Linked DNA regions of Mus musculus: regions 2 and 3 are each linked to region 1. The links are chromatin contacts, called in public ChIA-PET and HiChIP or PLAC-seq maps. All regions are on one chromosome and are shown on one strand. The core of a region is the stretch at or near the end of the contact, and the rest is flanking DNA. Distances in the headings are between cores, read along the strand shown.

Region 1 (4,594 bases), core at 1,491-3,990:
GCCTCTGCTGGCTTCATTTCTTTGGCCTGCGGCTTGCTTGGCTTGCTTGGCCTGCGGCTTGCGCTAAGCACTGCAAAGAAACCAGTCAGTCGCATGTGGGAAATGGCGCCTCTAGTGGTTAAAGTACCCTCAGCAGCAGCTGCAGCAGCAGGCAGAGAAGGAAGAGCGCCACCTACTGCGCCATAAACACTGCGGTTGCTGATTTCATCCAAGAGACCCAGCCCAATGCCGCGGACAAGAAGGCAGCCAGGACCAGGATCCTGTCCAGGGGCAGGCTTTTTAGTGCACCTTGCGCATAGCTTTGGGCCCTCCAAAATCTCCACACTGGCGTTACATAATGGTATTGGGTTGGATTAACAGGCTTTTATACCCATTTTATGAGAAACAATTAAGTAGAAAAATATACAGTAATGGGTTACCAATCCAGGTTTCATTTCAGTATAATAAATGCTTTCCAATCATTTAAATTAGGCAGTTATTTGCTAAAAGCCTACCATTTACAATGGCTAATACCTTTCAGTCAAATTATCCTATGATTCTAAAGCTAGAGAAAGACTGAATCCTAGGACTGTTACAAAACTGCAAAAATGAAGCACACAGAAACCACCACAATTATGAGGCGATACGTTACCCCTTTCCTCGTGTACAGGAGTAACTATTATCATTTCCTGGTATTAATCCTGCCCACCTTAAGATTGACAGGGACTCTGCTTTAATGCCAATACTCGGTATTTCCATGTTCTAGGTACTAAATGGCCACAAAGGTGGTTTTCATTTGCATTAATATTTAGTTTTTGCACCTCTGAACCTGTGCCTCTAGCCAGGAGAATATATGCTTTAATAAAGCCAGTTACAAAATAAACCCCAAGAGAAATCCGATGGCACTGGAGCTCATTTCTTTTCCGTGGCAACTCAGTTAATTATCGATTTGGGAGAGAACGAACTTCTACTTTTTAAATTCTAAGTGGGTCTTCCCTTCTATCCATTACTGGAAGCTACTTTTAAGGCAAATGGAGACACGATTTATGTAATGCTCGCCATGTCAGTCTTGCACGACAGGAAGCACTGTCACACCTCGTAGGAGAAACCAGCTCACCAAGGAGAGGAGTTCCACCTCCTCGGGAAAATTCTCTGACTAGAGGCCTGTCAAGTGCATCTACCTTCGGGACAACGACTCCCCCACCTCAACCCCAAGTCATTCTGGCTTTGGGTCAAAGGCGTTCCAGAACCTGCCGAGAACGACCTAGCCACCTTGCCAGGGCTGAAGGTGCTGCTGGTGATGTCAGCTCTGCCTGGCGAGGGAGAAGGGGGCTACGGCACACGCACACGGCCAACCACATATTCGCATCTGGCAATCCAGAGGCGGCAGAGAAAGCGGAAACGTACAGATGGGCATCTCCCTGCCGCCCAGGGAGCAGCGAGAGACAAGGGGCATGCCGGGCGAGGGGCCGCACTAGGGTGAAGACCCAAAGGGGCCCCAGGACCGTGGTGCTGCCTATCTCCAGCACCTCCCACCGCTCCTGCTCCCCCAGGCACTGAGCCTGCCGCCGCCTCCTCCCCAGCAGAAACTTTGCGTCTCTAATGGAAACCGAGGAGCGCGCCAACTCTCTCCTCCCCCGCCCTGCCGCCCCAATTAGCGCGAGCCGAGCACCTCCCGCGGGAAGGGGCCTCCCCGCGGACACGAGCGATCGCGCCCGTCTCGCGCGGCACCGGGAGGGGGACCGAGGTCGCACGGCCCAGCCACGCGCGCGGCCACCCTGCGGGGCCCCGCCCGGGCGCAGGGCGGCCGCTTCCGCCCTCTCCGCCCCCCAGCCTTCGCCTTCCTGCCCCCAACCCCACCCTTCCCCGGCTCCTTCCTTCCCAGCTCACGCCCGCGCCGCGCCCCCCGGGAGGAAGGAGGGGACCGCAAGCGAGGGGGGACTCCCGACTGGGCTGGTCAGGGGGTCTGAAGGTGGCTGAGGACACCCCGAGGCCGCGGTCCAAGCCCTGTACGTCTCCCGGCTCGCCGCGACCCATTCATTCTCCGCGGTCGGGGACTGACTACCGGGACGTCGCGGCCTGCCCCGCCCGGCTCCCCCGCCCCGCTGGCCCCGGCCGAGGCGCTGCGCTGCAGGCAGCCCGGGTGCGGCGCGTTGGATGCAGTGGGTGCGGGGCTGGCGGAGGGGGTGGATGCGGAAGGCCCCGGTGCAGCTGTGGCAGCGGCTCCAGCCCGCGCACAGCCCACTGTAGAGTCCAGCCCCAGAGGCGCCCAAAACTCAGAGGAGGTTCTCTGGCAGCCAGAGCGGAGATGCAAACCCGAAAATACATCCCCTTTCACTGCAGCTGCTGCGTAACACCTGGCAAAATGGGGTAGGGGGTAACCTCAACCAGGAAAAGGGGGAGACCCCAAGACTCAACTACAAATCTGTTCAGAAAGCTCGGGCAGCTGCTACGTCTGCCACTGCCGATCCCAACCTACCATGGTGCGAGCGAAGGAAGGAAGAACGGAGCAGGCGAGGGTGGCTGCACCAGCGCAGGGGCTGTGACCGCCGAGGTGCCTCCGCTTCTGCTGCTGCTAACGCGCTACCTGCGTTGTGCGCTGAGCCTCAGCCGCCGCCCGACTTCGAGTAACGGCACCACGGACACGAGACTCCCAGCACCACTGCCGTAGCGCGAGCCTGTGTGCCGCGATATATATACGGTGCGCGGTATCCCTCCGCCGCGGCAGTACCGCCTCGCGCAGGGCGGCGCTGCGGCAGCCGGACCTCACCGCAAGGCTCCGCCCCCCAGGCGCGCCCGGCGCGGCGGGCCCATTACGCGGGCAGGGGTCACTGGGGAGTCGGAGACCTGAGCGAGGGTGCTGGTCTGTTGCTGCAAGAGTCCTCTAGAGCTGGAATGCCTGCGTAGCGAAATCTGGGGGGCCGTCCCGGGCTTCCAGGCGCGTGTCCGTCACTCAGCCCCACTTCACCTGTGTGTCCCCCCTCCCACCACTCCTGGTGGCTTCGAGGTTGCAGAGCCACCAATCCTGGGTCCCCCACAGGGGAGGACCTGGAGGAGATCTAGGGGCTGAGGACAGCCGCGGGGAGGCGGAATCCAACCTTAGCTGTAGAGGCGAGAGGACTGTGTTGAGGACACGGTGGTTGGCCTTGGGGAAGAAATTGGTCAGATAATGTTACTTTTCTCATTTTGGAGAACTGTCCGAGGCACAGTTAGAAGCTCAGTTGCTAGGTCTGTGTGGTGTTGACACGCTCAACCAGTCTAGTTTTCGTGTTTTTACATACCTACTAAAATTTTAAAGATGCTTGAAGAGTTGTCCCTTGCTAGGTTTGTTCCTTATTTCCTGTGGCAAATTCTATTAGGCCTGCTTCCAAAATTAACGTAGTGAGCGGCTTATGTCGCCCTCAGAGCCCACGCTTTTGAGTTTTTCCTAATTGTCCTGGTCCTGGAAATTCATAAATTGATATATACAAAGAAGGGGAAAGATACACAGGATCACTCTGATTACAGCTGGAACTTGTGCAGCCAATTGATTCTAGTAGGGTGCTCCACTATCTTAATTACAATCTTAATTATAGTCCTTAAATAATGTTTTAACCTTTAAATTTACTATTCTTTGTTCTTCTGTAAACTAGGGTGGGGGTGGGGACAGGGACGACCAAAAACTGTTTCAGGTCTTAGTTTGGAGCCTGGAACTTAAAAGAAGAAGAAGAAAATCTTAACAAAATGCTGCAGTTTCGTTTCTTGCCAAGACAAAGCGCAGAATTTGATCTTTTGTTTGCAAGGCCAGGACAAGCTGCAGGTTGTTTCTTCTTTCAGAAATTGTGGCAAAATGTGTGATTAGCATGCTCCTCTCTGGAAAGACTAGTTACCTTTCTTTTCTGGCTTTGTCAAAGTTTGCAGATAGGTGTTTTAAAAGATTCAAAAATGTCCCTGAACATTGCAAACGCCAGAGGACTTCTTAGGATCACCTCAGACAGTATGTCAGCAGCTGTGGGACTGCGCTTCAATTTGTTCTTCCTAGAATGCTACAGAAAGGGTTAACCTGCTGTTTAAGGAGAAGCTGTAGCAGGCAGCCCCCCCCCCCCAAGGGTACTGCTGGCCCTCTTGCAAATGGTTTAAAAACCATTCACAGTCAGACACATAATATCCCTATGTTCACAGAAAAGAGACTAATAAAAATTCAGTTTAAAGCATAGTCAATAATCCAATGAATTACAGGTCTACATAGCCAAGCTCATTATTATAACTAATGATTACTAAAGGAATTTGGATTTTTTTTTTTTGTCAGACTTCCTAAGGAAGTTAGCTAAGTGCATTTTAACATTTGGTATGCAGTGACAAGGGAGAAATGATGTCCTAAAAATGAAAATATGTTTAATTACTGGGGTCCTTTTGTTTCTGGTAGTCTTCCATCCCTTATAGTTATTTTGGTTACATAGCTACAATCTATGGTTTTGCAAAACCTGTCCAATACTTTCCTGTGTCATTTAACAAATTCACTGAATAAAGTGCTCTGAAACCTTTTCATGACTTTACTTGCTAAGTGCTATTCACCTTAGGATTATCTTAATCATCATAGAACAATTTTCTGTTTGTTTATATTTTACAAATGAGT
Region 2 (4,594 bases), core at 1,214-3,713, 440 kb before region 1:
TTGATTTATCTGTTTTTCAGAATAAGCCTGTAGACTGTGGTTACTTACTTGTTTTGAAGGGTTTGTTGTGGATGTTGACAGTTTCTAAGGTGTACACTGAATTTTAGTTACTCTCCCCCATTGCTTTACTTTCCCAGCTGCTTCACTGAATCCTTCTTCTTCCCAGGAAGCCCCCTTCCTACAGTCTTGTCTCCCTAGGCATGTTACCCATGTACCTGAGCAGGACTTCTGCATGAGCCTGCCTAGTCACTCACTAGGCAGCTTTAGACCACCAAAGAGTGACACTCCTTCCTCCAGCCACTGTTAACTTTGTAATCCTTCCGGGAGGTGTGAGGCCTCATAAACTCTTCCTCCTTCTTCGATGAAAGTTTGATGATTCTGATCTTGTACAGGGAACCTCAGCTGCAGTGAGTTTATATAGAAGGCATGTCCTGTTCAGAAGATGTTTTACATCAGCTTTCCCCAATATGGCTCTTAAATTCTTTTTGCCCCTTCTATGGTGTTCGTTTAATATTGAGGGTTTGTGTATATGTGATATGCACTTCCTTTAACAGCTGAGCACTCCATAGTCACTTATTCTCCATACTTTTAACCAGTTATGAATCCTAGTATTTTAACCACCACAAAAAGGGCCTCTGCTGAAGGCTGCACTCATCTATGAGTACAAAGATAAGTCTATAAAAGGCAGTTCTTACTATATTTGTTTAGCAAAATAATAATAGTAAGTTCTCCCCTTTGGACTATGGCATTCATACATTGGTTTTGCGGCTGGGCTTACAGTCCTAGACGAGAGTACTGTCCTGTGGGGTAGGCTTCTCCATCTACCAGAAGGTAGCATGTTGCCCCCATGGCATTATGCCAGTATTGCAACAGCCAGGTTGATTAGCACTGTAGCTCAGAGTTTATCTTTGGGTAAGAATCTTAAAGACTTACCTTCTAGGAGCCTTCATAGAATCTCTTACACCTAAAGCTCCATCGCTGTCTTTCTGTCCATTTGCAACAGCTTACCCGACTTCACTGAAAATTTATCAGATCCAATTCCTACAAACGCAGATTTACTTAAAATTACCTGTAACTTGGGACTGCGTCATAGATCGACAGTGAATAAGGACGTTGATTGTGATGGTTAGTGCAAGTTGCCTATTTAACAGGATCTACTTGAGAGATGAGCCTCCAGATATGCCTGTGGGGAGTTGTATTGCTTAGGCTGATATGTGAAGACACACACACTCACTGTGGGTGGCACCATTCCATGCATGGGATCCTAGACTGCTATATAAACGTAGAAAGTGAGCTGAGCAGCCGTGTGCATTTGTCCTCTGCTTCGTGATTGGATGGGGTGTGACCAGGCGCTGTCACCTTGACTTCCCCACTACAGACGGTAGCGAGCACTTTTGAACTGTGAACCAGAATAAACCCTTTCTCCTTAAGGTCGCATTTATCAAAGTATTTTATCACAGCAATAGGAAAAGAAATTAAGACACCTAAGAGTTATAGGGGTTTCGGTTTGTTTTATTTTGTTTTTTGGACACACTGTTGAATATAAATGACTTTTAGTGTCCAAAATGTTCAGAGAGGGATTGACAACCTCTGGAGCTGGAGTGGACCTCTGATGCCCGATGTGGGAGCTGGAAACTGAACTTGGGTCCTTTGTAAGGATGCTCTCAGGGGCTAGAGAGATGGCTCAGGGGTTAAGAGCACTGACTGCTCTTCCAGAGGTCCTGAGTTCGATTCCCCAGCAACAGACGGTGGCTCACAACCATCTGTAATGGGATCTGATGCCCTCTTCTGGTGTGTCTGAAGATAGCTACAGTGTGTCTGTATATCTTTAAGAAACAAAACAAAACTATAACATCTTTAAGCTGGGCGTGGTGGCGCACGCCTTTAATCCTAGCACTCAGGAGGCAGAGGCAGGCGGATTTCTGAGTTCGAGGCCAGCCTGGTCTATAAAGTGAGTTCCAGGACAGCCAGGGCTATAGAGAAACCCTGTCTCGAAAAAAAGAAAAAAAGAAAAAAAAAAAAAAGGACACTCTCTACTCTTAGCCACTGGGCCATCTTACCAACCACAGCAACTTAATAAAAATGGGCAGTATTTACTAAATTAATATGCAAATATCTTGTGACTCAGCAATGTAGTTTTAGGTATCTGAGCTACCAAATACCTGCCCAGCTAGATAAATAAAGTATATTTTGAGAACATTTCTTACTCTACATATTATAAGAATGGGAATGCAGGTTGTCTGTAAGCCAGAGAATTTTAGATTTCTTCCTCCAGAATCACAAAAGAGTGGGGGTGTGATAGGAATGTGGCAACTGTTTTTACAGTCGCTTTTTGATTGCTTTAGTATTTACTTGCCACCAGGCACCACTTTGGGTATTTTTCAGTATAGCAACTCATAGGCCTTTGCAGGCAGCCCTTAGGGATTGGATTAGGATTGAATAGGACCCCTCTTATCGCCTTTGTGATGCAGATGAAGTGACTTGAGTGAGATGGCTGACCTCTAACGAGATAATGTGGCATCTGTGTGTCCAACTCCTGGGTTATTTTGGTGCATCAGGACAAGCACATTTATTTTAGTAACAGATTGTGGAAAACAACTGCAATGTCTATTTTTGTTACTTTTCTTTATCTTTCCCAGTTTACCAGCCTTCTTACCCTGTCATCACACTTAGGCCACTCCATTGCTTAAAGAAGCTCACTCACTTTCATATACTTGAAACAGAACAATGCATGTTAAATAGAATTGTGGGTTTTTTTTTTTTTTGTCTCTGTGACAAATGACTGAATTCAAAAGGGAAAGTTTTTTTTTTTTTTGACTCATAATTTTACCCTATAGTTTGCCAACTCCGCTGTGTCTTGGCTTGTAGCAAGGCTTAACGCCATGGTGGAAGGGCATGCTAGAAAAATACTCTTCACTTACACCATCCAGGAAACATAACAGTAACAGGAAGGGGCCACAGCCAAGATATACCTGTCAAAGACCTGACCACAGCAACACATTTCCTCTAATCAGGCCCCACCCTGCACCATCTTTCTACAGTTTATTTGGATTTTTGAGTTTATCAATTGATTGTTAAACTGTTAATAATTAGACTGCATAGACATACGGGGTTGGGGGGGGGGCTTTAGTGCAATCTCAATTCAATCTTATTGCCAATCAGGAGTAACCATGACATACTCTTAACTCTATAGTCAGGTTTTCAGACTACTCTGACATCCTGTCTCCTCTCCTACCAATCTCCTGTTATTCTGCTGTCCTACCCGCACTGTAACCGAGCTAAATTATTTACCCACTCCTCTGTAAACATGCATTTTTTGTTTAAATTTTTTTCTGTTTGAAAACAATTTCGGCATTTCCTAACTGAAAGTGTCAGGTGCAATTCTTGATCTCCCCAGCCCTCGGCTAGCCCACTTTTTCTGGAGCTGTTTGACTTAAATGATTTGATGTCTGTAAAGTGCTTAGTGCCATCGCTGGCAGATAGTGATCCATCAGATTAACTATCAAAATAAAGTTGAGAAAAGTACAAGATGGAACTAGAACATCTTGTTGTGGTATAAAGAAGAAAGTGTAATGGGGGCAGAAGCAAAGCTTTCCCTTGTGGAATAATACTGACATAGAGAGGGAAAGAGAGTTATAAAATCATCACTCCACACTAAAATGAGTGGGTGGTAGTTTAGTGAGAAGCAGGATAGTTTTGCATAATCTCAGTTCATTTCTTCATGGTTTGCCAGTTGAGTACAAGGAAAAACATAGTAACTTTACAGTGGAGAAAACTGACAATCAACACTTCAATGACTAAATTAATGGCATGATCAAAATTAACTCTAGTGTTAGGAAAACTCATCTGTATTTCCCATGTGACCTAAGAAGATGGCGTCATCCATTGGCATTTGTTTGAGGAGTTTATTACTTTCATATGACCATGACAACATCATATAAAATCTACATTGAAGATTTGTGTACACTCAGGATGTATCCTCTTCAAAGATGTCAGGAGTAAGAAAAGAATGATGGAAGCATCCACACATGTCTTATGTAATTTCCAATGAGCTGTGTGATCTTGAGCTGGATTTTAGAGTGGAATAAAGTCACTACAAAGAATCCTGGGCAAATGACAAAATTTGAGCAGGAAGTCTAGATAAAGCAATGGTATTTTTATGATGTGGTTATGTGAGAGAATGTCTCTGGAAAGTTTTAGGAATAAAGAACAGTATTCTCAACTGGTTCAGGGGAGATATGATGTTAAAAGCAGAGAATTCTACAGCAAGTGAGCAAATGGAGGAGTGTTGGATTTTTATGGGGGTTCTTTTTACTGTTACAGTTTGATGTTGTACCATTAAGCTTGTTTTGTTTTGGTTTTGTTTGCTTGTTTCATTCTGTTTTTATAAGGCCATAGTTGAGACCCTGTATCCTAGGAGAAGCTTCAATCTTTCCTCATTTAGGAGCACTGTGTGGAGTAAAGGATTATTTTCTTAGTTTCTTAGACTAAAGGCAGAAACAGTTTGAGAGTACCCGCAGGCCCCATACTGTGCACCTGAAAACAGGATGCAAGTTTTCTAAAACCATGCTTCCCATGTTTGTAGCTTCCTGCT
Region 3 (4,594 bases), core at 1,359-3,858, 310 kb before region 1:
TTTTCTAGACCTTTCCCCTCAGTTTCTTTTAGGTTTGATCTGGACTTGACTTGAAAACTGAATGTCACTGCAGGTTGAACTTGGCCTCATGCTTCTACTTCTGTAAATGGTGCTCTGGTGCCCCTGCCCACCATGAGGTCTGCAGTAGATGTGTCTTTAATCCCTCTCCCTTTTCACAGGCCCTGTGTCAGAGCTTCTAGTGGCTGCTGTAACAAATTATCCTCAGTTGGACAGTTGTATCCTCTTGGCATTGTGGAGGTGAAGAGTCAGAAAGTGGTTAATCAGGGGTCACTCAGGTGTTAATTCCAGGGTCAATCAAGTGGCGCTCCACAGGTGGCGTGTCTCTCCTCTGCCTGGGTTGTGTAGCTTCTGTGTGTTGTGTGGCTCCTACCCTCTGTTGTGTTAGAAGGCAGCTCGTATCAGGACAGATCACACCAGGCCAGTACAGCTCCACGAGAAGAGGGTTTATTGGGGGGTAGAAGGGGAAGAAGGGGCAACGATGAAGAAGAGAGGGTCAGGGGTCTCTGCCTTTAATTTGGGCCATGACGTAATCACATGCCCTACTGTGCACAGGTAAGGCGGCAGGCAGGTGAAGGGACGACTGGGAATGTAGACAAAAGGCTAACACCCTCTTCTCCGACTTTAGAGTGAACAGTGTAGCCTCCCATCTCTGCTCTGTAGCCACATCTCCTGAATGCAGACCTGTGCTCACACAATTCAGGATAATCCTTCCATCTCCAGGCCCTTCACACTGTCCCATAAAATGCATTCACACCTTCCCGAGATCATGGTGTGGAACTGCTGGGGCCATATTCCCAGCACAGTCCAGGAGCAGGCCTGGTTTGTTTTGCCTCTGGGTTATATTCCCACTTTCTTCCCTCACTCTTGTCTGAGTTGCTGTCTCCTCACTGGGAAAATCTAGTCCTGTTCGGTCCTCTCACTGAGTCCACTTGCCACACAGCAGACGGAGGAGCTCTCAGAAACTCAAGTCAGGGCATGTCATCCACTGCTCACACACCTCCAAGACTTTTGCACTGAGCTTGTCCAAGGGCACAGCTTTCTCTCGGGTCCTAGACCATGCCACCTGACACCTCCCCTCTCTGGAATGCCCTTCTCACAGATCTTTGACTTCCTGACTCTGTTGTCACTATCTCAAGAACCCTTTCCTTGGAGAGTCTCTGCCTGGCTGTGGACACTTGTTCATGTCTCAGAGAATCAGGTTGGAGAGAGAGAAGCAAATGCTGGTTTTCTGCAGACCGTTTCCTCTTGCCTTTTGTAGTATTTGGTTTAGGATACAGACTATAAGGTAGTGCTGCCCATGTTCAGGGAAGGCCTTTCTTCCTCTGGTAAATTTGGTAGAGTAGTCTCACACCTCTGTTAAATGTCCTCATACATATCTCCAGAGGTGTGTCTCCTAGGTGGTTTTAAATCTAGTGAAATTGACAGTAAATTTAGCCATCACACCCTGCATAAGTTGAAAGTAGTGTTAGTTGAAAATGCATTTAGTAGACTCAGTGGGCCAAGAGTCATAGCTTTCTTAGCCTGATAGCACTTAGATTACCTCACAGTTAGAGAAAAATCACCCAACACAAATACCTGGGTGCACACATGGGTGATGTGCTTGCAAGGATGATGGAAAGCCACCCAAACATTTTGAGGGAGTCCTTTCTACATTAGTAGTAAACTTGGAAAAGATATTCACAATCTAGAGTATTGGTTTTTATTTTACACCATTATAAAGTTGGAAACTGGGCTGGCGAGATGGCTCAGTGGTTAAGAGCGCCGACTGCTCTTCCGAAGGTCCCGAGTTCAAATCCCAGCAACCACACGGTGGCTCACAACCATCCGTAACGAAATCTGATACCCTCTTCTGGAGTGTCTGAAGACAGCTACAGTGTACTTACATATAATAAATAAATAAATCTTTAAAAATAAAGTTGGAAACTTATTAAGTTCATTGTAAATGAGGGATCTTCTGTAGAGTACAAGATGAATGAATGCTCACCCCATACTGTCTGCCTTCTCGCAGCCCTTTACCAGTACAGCCACTCTTGGGACATTATATGGGGAGTCTAAAGTAGCCTGTCCATATGTATAATTTCAATGTTATTTATTGGGAGGAGGGGCATGCATGAGCCATAGTATCCATGTGAGGTAAGGGACAACTCTGTGGGGCTGGCTTTCTTCTTCCACCTTTCCATGGATCCCTGGAATTGAACTCAAGATGGTAGACTTGTCTCTCAGGCCCCATTCCTCCTCCTCCTTTTTTCTTCCTCTTCCTTCTCCTTCTTCTCCTCTTCCTCTTCTTCCTTCTCCTTCTCCCTTCTCTTCCTCTTCTTCCTTCCTCCTTCTTCTTCCTCCTCATCTTCCTCTTCCTCCCTTCACTGCCTCCCTCTCTGCCTCTTGCTGTTTCCACACAATAATACCATTCTATACACCCTCTTTTCTCTCTTGCTTTTTTTTTTTTTAACCCTCTGTCTTTGAGATTATTGGCTGTTACTATGTAACAAACTGGCTCAAAATGCAATGCCTTACAGCAGACTGTGACCACAGGGCTGGGCCTGGTGCCTGCTGCTCTTGAATGATCAACTTAGGCCTGAGCAAGTCCACTGATACCCACAGATAGTCAGATGGAAGAGGAAGTCCACTGATAACCACAGCTAGTCAGATGGAAGAGGAAGTGAGTCCTCCCCTTTCTAAGCTTCTGTGTCTATCATAGCTTACATTATCCTGTTGCTCAGCTTGGAGAGTTTGTTGAAGACAGGGCGCATTCATATATTTAGGTGACACAGATGTGCTTAAATAATTCTGGCTGTTTAATTTGTCTAATGGATGCGTTATGTTTCATTGGACACATCAACATTCATCAAACAAGTCCCTATATGTATTGTTTTCTGTTCTTTACCATTTCAGGCAGAGCTGTGTATAGGAAACTGTCTCTACTATGCATTTGTACTCAAAGATGCAAAGATCCATGGGAAAAGTTCCTAGACCTGGAATTCCTGAGTCAGATGATACAGGTCTATAAACTACTATATAGAAATTGCTAAATTGCCCCTGGAGGCACTCCTGCCGATTTATATTCCTGTCAATACTACTTGTTTGTGTCTTATCAGAACACTTAGGAGTTGGGGGAATCACAGGTGCTGAAAATACCATTACCTGTCACAAAAGGCCAGATGGGGGGGGGGTGTCACCAACATGACACAGGAGAAGCAGAGAACCCAGCTGTCTCAGCTGTGTGACAAAGGGGATGATGCTGCAGAACCAGCTCTTCTTGAATAGAGGCTTGTCTTTCCCCTCTTGGGTCACAGCCACACCAGGAATGGTTTGAATAGAGCTAAGTGACATATGAACTGGGTGGTTGAGATTTCTGTGTTGGTGTCAAGAACTCCACAAAACAGAGAAGAAACCTGACTTTTTTTTCAGTATCAGATCTCTGCATACCAGCTGCTTAGCCTACCAGGGAGCTGCTCTGAGGCAGACAAAGGCTACAGCCCTCCCTCTCTTCCTTGGGGTACCAAAGAGCCAAGTGCTCCAGGCACTGAACTGTGGTGGCCATAGGACTTGTAGATTTTCTGTTTAGAGCTGAACCAGGGCCCTGGGTCCATCCACTGAGGCTAACATCTGCCCTCTTTTCTGGCAGCGTTTGGCTGATGGTTCACCTCCGGCTTTAGCTCTGTTTCAGTTACTGGAATACACTTTCAAACCAGTCTGACTCAGGCCCCTCACACCCCCTACTCACTCGGATTTTCCCAGAGTCCAAGCCGATGGGGCAGGAAGAGGATTCCAAAACCACCTGTCCAGGTGGAATCTGCAGCCTAGAGCCTGAGGGGCTGGAGTGAAGGCTGACCATGTCTAGATGCCAAAGCCTGGATGGTTTGTGCCTGGCATGTGGGAGAGAGGGTGTCAGGAACTGTCTGGGTTCAGAGCCCAGCTCCAGGATGTACTTTCTCTCTGCTGCCTGTTCTCTGTGTGAGATGGCAATGGTGATAGTCTCAACAGCTTAATGTTGCTTTCAGGAATTGCTTGGTACATGGCCTCGTGCTTAGTAAGAGCCTGGTATGGCTGGGCTGATAGTCAGCGGTATCCACTATTTCTTTACTCTGATAATGCTGCAGACCCCGGGTGCACAAGGAGTGGATTTAGAGAGCTTTCCGTCTCCAGTGTTACTATTCTGGGATGTAGTAGGTCCTTCATGAAAGAAAAGATCAGTCCTAGTAGCTAGTGTTGCTTAGCACCTGCTACGTGCTATATTGCATCTCTTGTGTGATTCTTACGATTGCCAGCTGAGGAAACCACTGCTCAGAGAGGTTAGGTGAGTCTTCTGTCCCATACAGCCAGTAAGCCTGGACTCTGGCCCCAGGCTGCCTAAGCCTGAGACTCTTTCCACCTGGTGCTGCTTGGGCTTCTCTGTCCTGGAGGCCGAAGGTCTGGCCAATCTGCAGGGTGGCTGCTCCCTGTGTAGCTGGAGACCCTGCCTGTGCTTTCCACAGTGCCTGGGGAGTACTTTCTGGGACAGGAAGATGCTCAGATCTAAGGCTTTTGTGGGCAGAGCTCAAAGGGCAGGCCGCCATTCCCAAGTCACAAGTGG

What was found. ChIA-PET counts read pairs in DNA pulled down with a chosen protein or histone mark. HiChIP or PLAC-seq counts read pairs in DNA pulled down with a chosen protein or histone mark.
Region 2: an RNA polymerase II ChIA-PET map of memory CD8 T cells shows a contact between it and region 1, with 69 read pairs. The contact joins the enhancer-like site here to the promoter of Calm1 in region 1. A contact is called at or near these places in 1 of 39 promoter capture datasets (second pharyngeal arch cranial neural crest) and 5 of 115 datasets of contacts at active chromatin or transcription factors (bone marrow-derived macrophages, effector CD8 T cells, embryonic stem cells and 2 more).
Region 3: an H3K4me3 HiChIP or PLAC-seq map of bone marrow-derived macrophages shows a contact between it and region 1, with 3 times the contacts expected there. The contact joins the enhancer-like site here to the promoter of Calm1 in region 1. A contact is called at or near these places in 15 of 39 promoter capture datasets (the 3T3-L1 cell line, 3T3-L1-derived adipocytes, the HPC-7 cell line and 9 more), 1 of 15 datasets of contacts at CTCF or cohesin (the NIH/3T3 cell line), 16 of 484 Hi-C or Micro-C datasets (the AtT-20 cell line, B cells, the C2C12 cell line and 12 more), 35 of 115 datasets of contacts at active chromatin or transcription factors (the HPC-7 cell line, the SCID.adh cell line, T-cell acute lymphoblastic leukemia and 26 more) and 3 of 9 other capture datasets (adipose tissue, liver and macrophages).

The regions. Positions count from the first base shown.
Region 1 is chr12:100,197,581-100,202,174 of GRCm38.p6, reverse strand. Calm1 (calmodulin 1) reads right to left here and starts at 2,740. Exons shown (of 6, transcript NM_009790.5): 1 at 2,459-2,740. The coding sequence starts at 2,461.
Region 2 is chr12:100,634,805-100,639,398 of GRCm38.p6, reverse strand. All of the region lies in intron 3 of Rps6ka5 (ribosomal protein S6 kinase, polypeptide 5), which reads left to right. Among named protein-coding and RNA genes, the nearest start is that of Rps6ka5, 88 kb to the left of the region's middle. Within about 2 kb of position 2,463, at least 35 of the 459 cell types and tissues checked have an H3K27ac peak or open chromatin away from gene starts, as enhancers often do. A contact at or near this core is called in effector CD8 T cells, embryonic stem cells and memory CD8 T cells, where this site is marked.
Region 3 is chr12:100,503,670-100,508,263 of GRCm38.p6, reverse strand. All of the region lies in intron 1 of Ttc7b (tetratricopeptide repeat domain 7B), which reads left to right. Among named protein-coding and RNA genes, the nearest start is that of Gm36375, 11 kb to the right of the region's middle. Within about 2 kb of position 2,608, at least 57 of the 459 cell types and tissues checked have an H3K27ac peak or open chromatin away from gene starts, as enhancers often do. A contact at or near this core is called in B cells, ECoMG-derived neutrophils, the G1E-ER4 cell line and 6 more, where this site is marked.